Regions from separate parts of the Hordeum vulgare genome. Here region 2 is linked to region 1. A link is a contact called in public Hi-C data. All regions are on one chromosome and are shown on one strand. The core of a region is the stretch at or near the end of the contact, and the rest is flanking DNA. Distances in the headings are between cores, read along the strand shown.

What was found. A called contact is a pair of places that touch in the nucleus more often than the background predicts.
Region 2: a Hi-C map of leaf shows a contact between it and region 1, with 5 times the contacts expected there. The contact joins the promoter of LOC123434965 here to the promoter of LOC123434916 in region 1. A contact is called at or near these places in 4 of 6 Hi-C or Micro-C datasets (leaf and seedling) and 1 of 1 datasets of contacts at active chromatin or transcription factors (embryo).

Annotation. Positions count from the first base shown.
Region 1 is chr1H:340,740,538-340,746,143 of MorexV3_pseudomolecules_assembly, reverse strand. LOC123434916 (mitochondrial inner membrane protein OXA1-like) reads right to left here and starts at 1,349. Exons shown (of 9, transcript XM_045115542.1): 1 at 803-1,349; 2 at 628-718. The coding sequence starts at 1,254.
Region 2 is chr1H:341,207,891-341,213,522 of MorexV3_pseudomolecules_assembly, reverse strand. LOC123434965 reads right to left here and starts at 1,839. Exons shown (of 3, transcript XM_045115545.1): 1 at 1,597-1,839; 2 at 700-1,445; 3 at 76-597. The coding sequence starts at 1,624. The coding sequence ends at 256. LOC123434933 (probable E3 ubiquitin-protein ligase XBOS33) reads left to right here. Exons shown (of 10, transcript XM_045115543.1): 10 at 1-40.

The DNA.
Region 1 (5,606 bases), core at 100-2,599:
AAAAAAAAAAAAACAGATTAGCGCGGTGCAAGGGGAAGGTGTTTTGGACAGAAGGGACCAGCACTGCATCAAATTGCATCACTATATGATTTCATGTGGTAAAGATAAGGTTTCAAGACTGAGTACCATGATTATGTACTTGGTAACACCCAAAAATCTCATAGTAAAGCAGGATTTGGAACTGAACTGGGGAACTATATGTGCATGAATAACAAGTAATTCGCACAACAGAAAAACACAAATATTTACATGAGAGGTAGTTAACCACCTCACCGCTCTGCTACAACAACTCAACTGCTCATGTGTTTATCTGGTAGTCTGGTCATGTAGGGAAGACAGTGATTACATGTTCCCCCAATGACACTAGTTAGGACATTGGGGTGGACTATGATATAACCCAGCTTATCCAACCAGCTTTTGTCTATTTTGGTGTTTGTTTAACCAACTTATCTCTAGTTCGCTATTTTCCTGCAGCAGATTATAAATAAGCAAAGCAAAGCACAGTTCACCAACTGCAAGCAGCCTTACACTTAGATCTGCAAGGGTTTTGACCCACACGTACACTAGCACATGAAGCAAATAAAAGGGCTAGAAAATGCACGCGGAATCAGACCGAGGGCACTTTACATTTAGCTTCTGGGAGGACTTCAGCTGGCTAACCAGCAATGGTATCGTCGCGGTCCGGATCAGCACCGTCGTTAACGCGATACAAGCCCACCTGACCACCAGTCCAAATCCCACATGAGAGGCGAATATGAGCAAACCGAGCACACGACACAAGGAAACAGATCGCTAAGCTTACCAGTTGAGCCCGGTGAAGGTATGTATGGTATCAATGACGTGCTGCAGCGCGGCGACGGGGAAGAAGGAGTCGGTGGCGGCGGCTGCCACCTCCCCCGGGAACGGCGCCGGCACCGACGCAGCCACCGCATCCGCGGCGTCGACAAGCACGCTCGCAGCAACATCAACGTCCCCGGGTGGGTCCGGGGCGGGGGCGGAGGAGGAGAAGCCGCGGCGGGGTAGCCCCGAGTGGTGGAGAGAGAAGGGGAGGAGGTGGTTTAGGGTTTGGGCCGCTCTGGAAGCGGGCGGGGCCGGGGAGCGGAATGACGGGAGTGGCAGTGGCTGCGAGGAGGGGCTCGGGGGATCGTCGTCGTTGGAGCGGAAGGAGGTCAGGTGCGGGACTGGTGATTGGAAGCCGCGGTTAAGGTGGCGGGAGAAGCGGGAAGCGAGGCTCCTCCGCGCAGCGAACGCCATGGGGTTTGGTGGGGTGGGAGGCGGCGCTCGGAGAGGAGGGCGGCGGAGCCGAGACGACGGCGGGAGCAAGGGGAATGGGATGACCAAGGAGTCCAGCGTGGGCTTTCGTCTCCAGGTGTTTGTTGTGGGCTTTTCGGTACAACGTCGTGGGTCAGATGTGCGGGCCTGGCCCATCAACTGTTACTAGATTGCGCCAATAAATCAAAATGGATTATAAAAAAAAACTAGATCATGAAAGGCGCGCGTTGCCGCGCCCGTCTATTATGAATTTAGGATGAAATTATTATTGATATATTTGTATAACAGTAATTATTATTTTATGGTTTGCGATGTTTATTTTGTTGCATTTTATTTGTTTTATTTTTAAAAAAATTTGTGGTGTTATGGGCCACATAATAGTAATTTTCTTATTTGTGTGTAATATTTAAATTAGGCTGATAGGGGCCTGTATAGGTATTAATACTTTTGCAGCAGCAGTTTTTGTGTATTGATGTGTATGTTGAACGTTTTTAGTGAGGGTTTAATTATGTATATTTATGTAGGATCGTAATCGCTTAAGATATATTTGTATTACATTAATTATTTTCTTGTGGTTTGCGATCTTTATTTTGATGCAATTTTTTTGTTTTATTTTTTGGAAAATTTGGCGTCTAGATCACACCACCCGCGTCGTTGCCTCGTCTGGAATACACCGCTCGCGTCGTTGCCTCGTCTGGATCAATCGAGCCCTACAGCGCGTACACAGATGGGCTATCATACCAGCCCATCCAAAGCCCAATTAACCACAGGCCTTCAAAAAATCGCGAGAGTAGCAGCCCCTTAGGACATGCGGCCCAAGTCGCGGTAATCAAGTGCTGAAACGATTATCTGACGGCCAGAAATGATTAAAAACAAAATCTGACGGTCGTTAATGTTGGGAGCGTGAGAGAGCTCGCTTTAGGTGCAGTTTTACTGTCCTAAATGGGAGATTTACACATAATCCGTCACTATTTAAAATTCAAGTCATGGCAGACGCCATCAGTGTTTTCTTGACAAAAACATAAAAATGACACAAAATGACAGATCTAGACTTGATATCCAATTATTTTTCTTCATAGAAGCACTGTAAAGTCATCGGTGTTTTCAAAAACCAAATGTTGTTACTCCCGGTTCCTTTTCAATGAAACTGAGAAGAACGTACAATATCATCAGTGTTGATGAAATTTTCCTTACAAAACATGGTGTCAATAAGACAATGAAGGTCAAGAGATCTCGCCATACCTAAGCCAGCACATGATGAATACGTCAGTATGCTGCCTATTCCTCTCTGGTATTAGCCACCTACTCTACTCCTGGAACCAGATGAAGTGTGGCTTAGCTGACTTTTTTCCTTCATGTTAGAGGACCCATTTTAAAAAAAGGTATCTAGACAAATCCAAGACAAATAATATGAACCGAAGGGAGTAGGCAAAATTAATCAGGTTAAGAAATGTATAGTTCTAGGTAGCCACACCTAAGTTAAAATTCCACTCGTAAGAAATAAGGCTCTGTCATGCACATACAAAAATAGCAAAAAAGGTCATAGGCAAGCCCAAAAATTCCTTACCTCAAAAAGATATTCCTAAGGATCTAATCACCTGAGATTATGCAAAATTGACAAAGATAAGTTATGTTAGAACGTTGTCAAACTACATCAACGCGGGATCTATTTGCCAAGATGAGTTCATGTTTCTAAATTTTGTTGGTACCTTATCAAACTGACTGCTTGATGAAGATAAACTCATGTAAGGGCACGACATTGAAAATAGTTTGTAATTTGATCGCTCATTCAAAAGATATTTTTATTTAAACATTGAATCTCATAAAAAAGTGCATAACCTACCACCTCTTAGGTCCGGTGGAAGAAATCCACCAAAACTTACTCTGGTGATTTTGATAATGATGAAATAATACCATTCCATCTACAAGAAAACACACATAATATGATCAGTATTCAAAAATTAGCATTATAAAATAAGTATTTATTAATTTTTATCTAGAAGAGTGTTTAATAAATCTCACTATGCCCCTTTTGTCGATTTTACATGAAAATTCATGGAGATTTTTCCTTTTTATTTAGTTAAGTTATATTTTTTCACTCCACACACAATTACAACATGTTTATCAATGTCTAATTATAGCACGTCCGTCGGCTATGCGCAACTACAAGACATTCATCCACATGTGTGTAACACCAAACGGCCCACTTCAACCGAGCGCGGCTATAATCGCAAGCATGACAACAATGGGGGAGGTAGGGTGTGGACAGTGTGGGCCATCGCTCACCCTGATATTGATAAATAGCCTTTATAGTACTATAGCTGAAAGGCAAAAAATACAATTTTATATGTATAGTTGTACTCTTGGCCCATCATGGCCCAATGGGCTAGGTCCATCACTGCACGAGAGTCACATTTTTTTACAAACGGTACTTTATTTATTCATATGTAAGAACCAATGTACCGAATACAATAAACGGGACCACCTCAACCGGAGGTGACTTGATGACCCACAAGTATAGGGGATCAACTGTAGTCCTTTCGATAAGTAAGAGTGTCGAACCCAACGAGGAGCAGAAAGATCTGACAAGTGGTTTTCAGCAAGGTAAAATCTGCACACACTGAAATTGTCGGTAATAAGTGATTGTGTGGTGAGGTGATTCGTAGCAAGCAACAAGTAACAAAAGTAGCAACGGTGCAGCAAAGTGGCCCAATCCCTTTTGTAGCAAGGGACAAACCTGGACAAAGTCTTATAGGAGGAAAAACGCTCCCGAGGACATACGGGAATTTCTGTCATGCTAGTTTCATCATGTTCATATGATTCGCGTTTGTTACTTTGATAGTTTGGTATGTGGGTGGACCGACACTTGGGTACTGCCCTTACTTGGACAAGCATCCTGTTGGGGAACGTCGCATGGGAAACAAAAAAATTCCTACACGCACGAATACCTATCATGGTGATGTCCATCTATGAGAGGGGATTTCCGATCTACGTACCCTTGTAGATCGCACAACAGAAGCGTTAAGAAACGCGGTTGATGTAGTGGAACGTCCTCACGTCCCTCGATCCGCCCCACGAACCGTCCCACGAACCGTCCCGCGATCCGTCCCACGATCCGCTCTGATCTAGTGCCGAACGGACGGCACCTCCGCGTTCAGCACACGTACAGCTCGACGATGATCTCGGCCTTCTTGATCCAGCAAGAGAGACAGAGAGGTAGATGAGTTCTCCGGTAGCGTGACGGTGCTCCGGAGGTTGGTGGTGATCTAATCTCAGCAGGGCTCCGCCCGAGCTCCGCAGAAACGCGATCTAGAGGTAAAACCGTGGAGGTATGTGGTCGGGCTGCCATGGCAAAAGTTGTCCCAAATCAGCCCTAAAACCCCACTATATATAGGAGGGAGGGAGGGGAGGAGGCAGCCTCAAAACCTAAAGGTTTGGCCGAAATTGAAGGTGGAGGAGTCCTACTCCAATCCTACTTGGAGTAGGATTCCACCTTCCCACTTGGAAACTCTTTCCACCTTGTGTTTTTTCCTTCTCAAACCTTATGGGCCTTAGTGGGAACTTATTCCAGCCCACTAGGGGCTGGTTTATCTCTTCCCATAGCCCATGAGACCCCTTGGGGCGTGACACCCCTCCTGATGGTCCCCGGCACCCCTCCCGGCACTCCCAGTACACTACCGATGAGCCCGAAACTTTTTCGGTAATGCACGAAAACCTTCCGGTAACCAAATGAGGTCATCCTATATATCAATCTTCATTTCCGGACCATTCCAGAAACCCTCGTGACGTCCGTGATCTCATCCGGGACTCCGAACAACATTCGGTAACCAACCATATAACTCAAATACGCATAAAACAACGTCGAACCTTAAGTGTGCAGACCTTGCGGGTTCGAGAACTATGTAGACATGACCCGAGAGACTCCTCGGTCAATATCCGATAGCGGGACCTGGATGCCCATATTGGATCCTACATATTCTACGAAGATCTTATCGTTTGAACCTCAGTGCCAAGGATTCATATAATCCCGTATGTCATTCCCTTTGTCCTTCGGTATGTTACTTGCCTGAGATTCGATCGTCAGTATCCGCATACCTATTTCAATCTCGTTTACCGGCAAGTCTCTTTACTCGTTCTGTAATACAAGATCCCGCAACTTACACTAAGTCACATTGCTTGCAAGGCTTGTGTGTGATGTTCTATTACCGAGTGGGCCCCGAGATACCTCTCCGTCATACGGAGTGACAAATCTCAGTCTTTATCCATACTAACTCAACGAACACCTTCGGAGATACCTGTAGAGCATCTTTATAGTCACCCAGTTACGTTGCGAC
Region 2 (5,632 bases), core at 590-3,089, 470 kb before region 1:
CATCAAATCACTCCCTAATGATATATAGATTATGCCACAATCTCTTCAGTCTCTTTGTACAGTACACGAGTACAGTAGTGGTTCAGCTGACCGCACATGAAATGCATTTCTAAGATGTTTTACATATTTCAATACGGACTACATACAGGCCGAAACGAGCGAACAAACACACTAGAATGCGTCTATATACATCCTTCAGCATTGCTTCCTACAGTCCTCTACCTAGTGAAGATCAGTCATCAGTCCTCTTTGGTTTCAGTACGCACGGACGCCGGCAGCCGCGGTCGAGCTGTTATCATTACCCGCCGGCCCTGGCAATAGGGTGCTGATGATCCTGTCTCCGAGCCCCGGCACCGCCGACAGGAAGTGCCCCACCCCGGCGAGCTCGTGGTAGCTGACCCAGCCTAGCCGGTGGCATATGTGCCGCTGCAGCTGCACCGGCACAACACCGTCCTCGTCGCCCTGGAAGAGGTGCACTGGGAACGGCGGCGCCTCCACGAGGTCCGTCGGCTCGAACTCCGGCCACCGCCCGAACATCACCGCCATGTCGCGGTAGAAGGACTCCTGCACCCCCTGCTGCGTCGCCGCCTGTGCCCTCTGCGCAAAGCAAAGCGCACGATCGTCGCGTCTGGGTTATATCGCCGGGTCTTGGATCGAGATCGACAATGGGGGAGCTGAGGGAAGGGACGACGAACGAACCTTTTGGAACATTCCGGTGGAGAGGGCCATGAGGCGGTTCTTCTCGTCGAGGGCGTTGGGGAAGGAGCCGGAGCCGCTGACGACGGTGGAGGTGGGCAGCCATGGCTGGCTCATCCACCAGTGCAGCAGCCACGGCGCGTAGTAGGCGACGCGGAGCGACCACTGGTCGCCCCGCGGCTGCCGCCGGTACAGCTGCCGCGCCAGCCCCCGGGGCAGCCCCGACCACCGGTAGTTGATCACCGGCGCCATCATCGCCACCCCGGCCAGCCTGTGCGGGATGTACTTGACGGAGGCCCAGCCGGCGTGGCAGCCGAGGGAGGAGCAGACGAGGTGGAACTTGTCACCGAGGTCCAGCGCGTCGGCGAGGTCCCTGATGTCGAGCGCCGCGCTCTGGAGCGACCGGCGAGGGTCGGGGTCGCTCTCGCCGTAGCCGGCGCGGTCGAACGCCACCATGTACACCCCAAGCTCCTCCAGCAGCGCCTGCGAGGCGCGGGGCGAGTCCATGCGGCCGCCGGAGAAGCCGTGCGAGTAGACGACCTTGAACCGCGCGCCGTCCCGGCTCACGCCGGACTCGGCGTACGCCAGGAACCGCCCGTCGCGCATCCGCGCCCTCGGCGCCGTCACCGGAGGCCCGCCCGGTGCCCCGCACGGCGTCGGCGGCGGCGGGCGGACGGCGTTCGCGAACCACCCGGCCGCCAATGCCAGCACCATGAGCACCAGCAGACCCACCGGCGGGCTCCCGTTCCCTGCACACCATGGACGCACAACTGGTTAATATACCACACCACACGTAGCAGTACACGGCAACGTGTGCATGCATGCATGCATTCGTCTGACTCTGATCACCAAAACTGCTGCCTTATCGTTTCCCCTCAGTTTTCTTTGCGCCATTGTTACCTGTGGAAGCAGCAGCGGCAGCCGCCATTGGAGGGGAGGCGGCAGGAGCTGGAGCTTTGGGGGTCCTTATCGAAATGGAGTAGGATGTGTGGCGTTGTTGGAGCAGGAGGAGGACTGCTTAATATGTTGGGTATTGGCCCAAGCTAGTGCTGGTGCTAGCTGAATAGTGGTGACACTTTGCTGAAAGAAAATGCAGTACGTAGGTAGTGGAGGCCAGGGCACGACCTACCAACGCCCTTGTACATATGTGTATGCATTATTATCCCTAGCAAAACCCTCTTCACCTACCACAAATTTTCACTCAAGGGGTCTTCCCAAGCACACCTCACAGGTAGGAGTCCTTTTCCTTGAAGCTTTTTTGGGCACAAAATATTATTTGGAGGACAAATAGAGGATTTTTAATAAAGAATAAGAACTTTTATCCATACTCCGGAAGGTTGCGCGGGTGCTGAAGAAATTTTTAGGACATGAATTCATTATTATGCAATCGTCGCTAGGTTGTGTACAAACTGGATATAATTTTTATTTCTGATGTTCTTTGCACTATCTTAACAATTGATGAATAGATTAAAAGTTTTTTCGTAAAAACTCATCCTACAAAATGTAGGAGGCAATATTACCAACAACTCTCCTAAACAATCTCGTGTCTGTGTGTGTGCGTGGGTGGGTGATGTAACATACCTCCATAGATTAGGTTTGGGCTAATACTCATTTTGTACTAATGGTGGTCAAAATACTGAGGTCTTGAACCGAATAACCTGTGGATGCAAGTGGACCATGAGACCGGCGATGATCTACACCCTCTGTTTTTAAATATAAGTCTTTTAAAAATTTCATTGTAGACTACATACAAAACAAAACAAATGAATCTATATACTCTAAAATATGTCTCTATACATCAGTATGTACTTCATAGTAAAATCTCTAAAAAGACTTATACTCCTTTTGTCTCAAAATTCTTGTATTAGGTTTGTCTAAAAATGATTGTATCAAAATACTAAAACGTGACTAGATAGATTCATATCTACACAATCTAAGACAAGTTTTTTGAAAGGGGTGGAGTATGTACAATTGGAAAGTCGTACACGGATCTTTAATATGGCTCTCTTTTATTTGTATAGGTGTGACATAGGTGATGATGTCTTACAAAAAGTTTACACGCACTGTTGCTCTCCATGATGAATGGCGCCACCACCAAAACTCTATTCTTGTCTCTCCTGCCTCCGTTTTCAGGAGAACATATTCCATCAAATTTGCGGTTGGAGTTGGTGAAGAAGTGTGAATGGAGAAAACGAACCAACACAATCTTCTCTTCACCCTGTCAGCTCATGTCAAAGTACGTACCCACCTTTCTGGAATCTTCTCACCAACCCCAACAATGGCGACCTGTCGAGCATGGCCAATGAGGGGATGACGATGGCCTTCTGGGTCGGTAGTGTTCTTGGTAGGTAAAGACTTGTTTCAGAAGTTCGGTGTGTTTCACAATAATTTGTCAATGCACATTGTGTGGTGGTCAAGGTGCACCACTCCTCCCATCTGGTTGCTTTGCTAGGATCTCTCTTTAGACTTGGTTAGCAGCTAGCTGCTTATCCTTCCTATGTTATTTACACGAAGAAACATGTGCTAAAATCAAGCTTACAAGTGCAAGGCAATCCCAGAATAGTACTTGTATAATATTGAAATGAATTGTATGTTTGCAACCATATTATTTCTACAAATTTAATTAAAAATTCCAAAATAAATGCGAAGGATTTGCCTTATTTTATTAAGTTATTTATCATATGATTTCAGATAGCTTACTGCTCATGCCGAAAGAGTGCCTTTTTAATTAATTATAAGAGATGGTTTAACACAAAGAAGCCAAAGAAGGCAACTACTGGGACGCGGATTATTTGAGCTGGAGCTCATATGAGCTCTGCTGAATTATAAATCCAAAAAAATGAAGGAAAAACAGACCAAACATTGGCAAATGTTTTTTTGATTGCTCGCAAATTTCATCATGAAATGCCATTTTTGAAAGACGTGGCAGGAAAACAAAATTGATGCTCCAAAAACATTATTTTTAAAAGCATTCTGGGCTGCAGATTTTTTTTCCACGGCTTTCATGAATGTCATTCGATGATGAAGTTTTGCAAGCATTGAAAACACTGGTCAAAGTTCGCCAAAAAAACATATTATTTATTTATTATTAATTTGGAATTATTGTTCATAACCGAGCTCGAGAAGGTCACTTACGCAACAACCGGCCCTATAGTAGTCTATGGTAAAATTTGAAAGCATACTCTCTCCGCAATCGCCAAATCGCTGCCCCAATTCTACTCTCCCGACAATTATCCAAATTTTGCTAAAAAAAGACAATCATCCAAATTGCTAAATACTGTCTTTGTAGTATCAAATTGCTAGATATACTCTCCCGACAATTCTTTCATGTACATTGGCCTTTCCAGTAAATGATGGCTGAATAATACTCCCTCCGTTTCATAATATAAAAGCGTTCTAAACATTATGTTAATATTAATATATTTTTATATTATGGGACGGAGGAAGTAATAGTGTTGGCACTATAAAGGCCACGTGGACCTCATTAGTACTGGACCTATTTTTCACACACAACACATACGAAAAATTAAGATTGTCACTAGAATTAAAGTTTTCATGTGGTTCACGCAGATAATTCTTATTAACGATATACAGCAAAACGAGACTGGCAGGGTAGTAAAAAAGGTTGCTTCTGTGATAGAAAACACATCATCTTTTTCTATCTTGCCCTTTCACAACCTTGATTTGACGCACGATTCATGTTGCGCATAATTTGTCTTCAACAACGAGTAAACAAATTTATTTGACCATTGGCTGGGCGTTATCCATTCAAAACTAACGGAAACCTCTGTGTTGGAGCTTGTGCCCTTCTATGAGCTATTTGGAAGAAACGACCGCGTCTTTAACAAATCATTTATACCAAAAACGTTGCAGTTTATCATCAAGGCTATGTTGTCGATTCATACATGCACATTCCTTCAATGTGTGGACGCTCAGTATAACAAGGCCTTTGGATGCAGCCGTTTGAAGACGTTCGCACGGGGATTATTCACTCGATTTGGCCACCGAGTCAGTAGTAGATTATGTGTTCGAATCATGTAATCTCATTTTTGACTTGTTGTGGTCGTGTTTTAACCATCATCCCCCTCTTTTCTGTTTTCATGATTTATTCACACTTTAAATTTTTAATATAAAATGGATGCATGCATCATGATGATGCATAGGCCGGGGCAACCACCATTATTAGAATAAAAATGAAGTTTCTTTATTTACGTGGGTGTGACATATATGACCATTTTTTCACAAAAGCATCCGTTGTTTTCTATGGAGGAGTGGTACCACCAAGAATCTATTCTGTCTACCAACACTCCTTTTTGGAGGAGAACGTCATCCATTAGATTTGTAGTTAGAGTTGGCGAAGAAGTGTGAATGGAGAAACAGACTAATGCACAATTAATCTCACTTTCTCTTCTCTTTGGCATCTCATGTCAAAGTACCTTTCTGAAATCTTCTCACCAACCCCAAATGGTGACCTGTCGATTGTTGAGAGAGCCTGTAGGCTAATGGCCAGTGTGAGGATGAGGACGTAACCTTCCGGTCTAGCGAACATCGCAAAACGGTCGGCCCGTAAAAAATCCGACGACTATACAGGTTTGGTCTGGTTTTTCTGCCAGAGCAGACACTGCAAATGCGGTCCGACTCGTAAATTTTTTGCGATGGCCCGTAAACGCGATCGCTCGACCGGTATAACTGCGTGTTCGACCGCTCGATGCGGGTCGAAACCCTATCCCTCCGCCGCCGCGAAAAGCCCCCCACCTCACCACAGGCGCCTCCAATCCGCCGTCGCGCGCCTCCATTCCGCCGCGTAGCCGCTCCAATCCACCGCCCTTGATGGCCAGCTCCGGTAGCTGTAGGAACGACGACCCCGAGAGGGCTCGTTGCGTTAGATCCGACGCCGCCCGTAAGCGCGCCGCCCGCCGGTACACGCGGTGGGGCC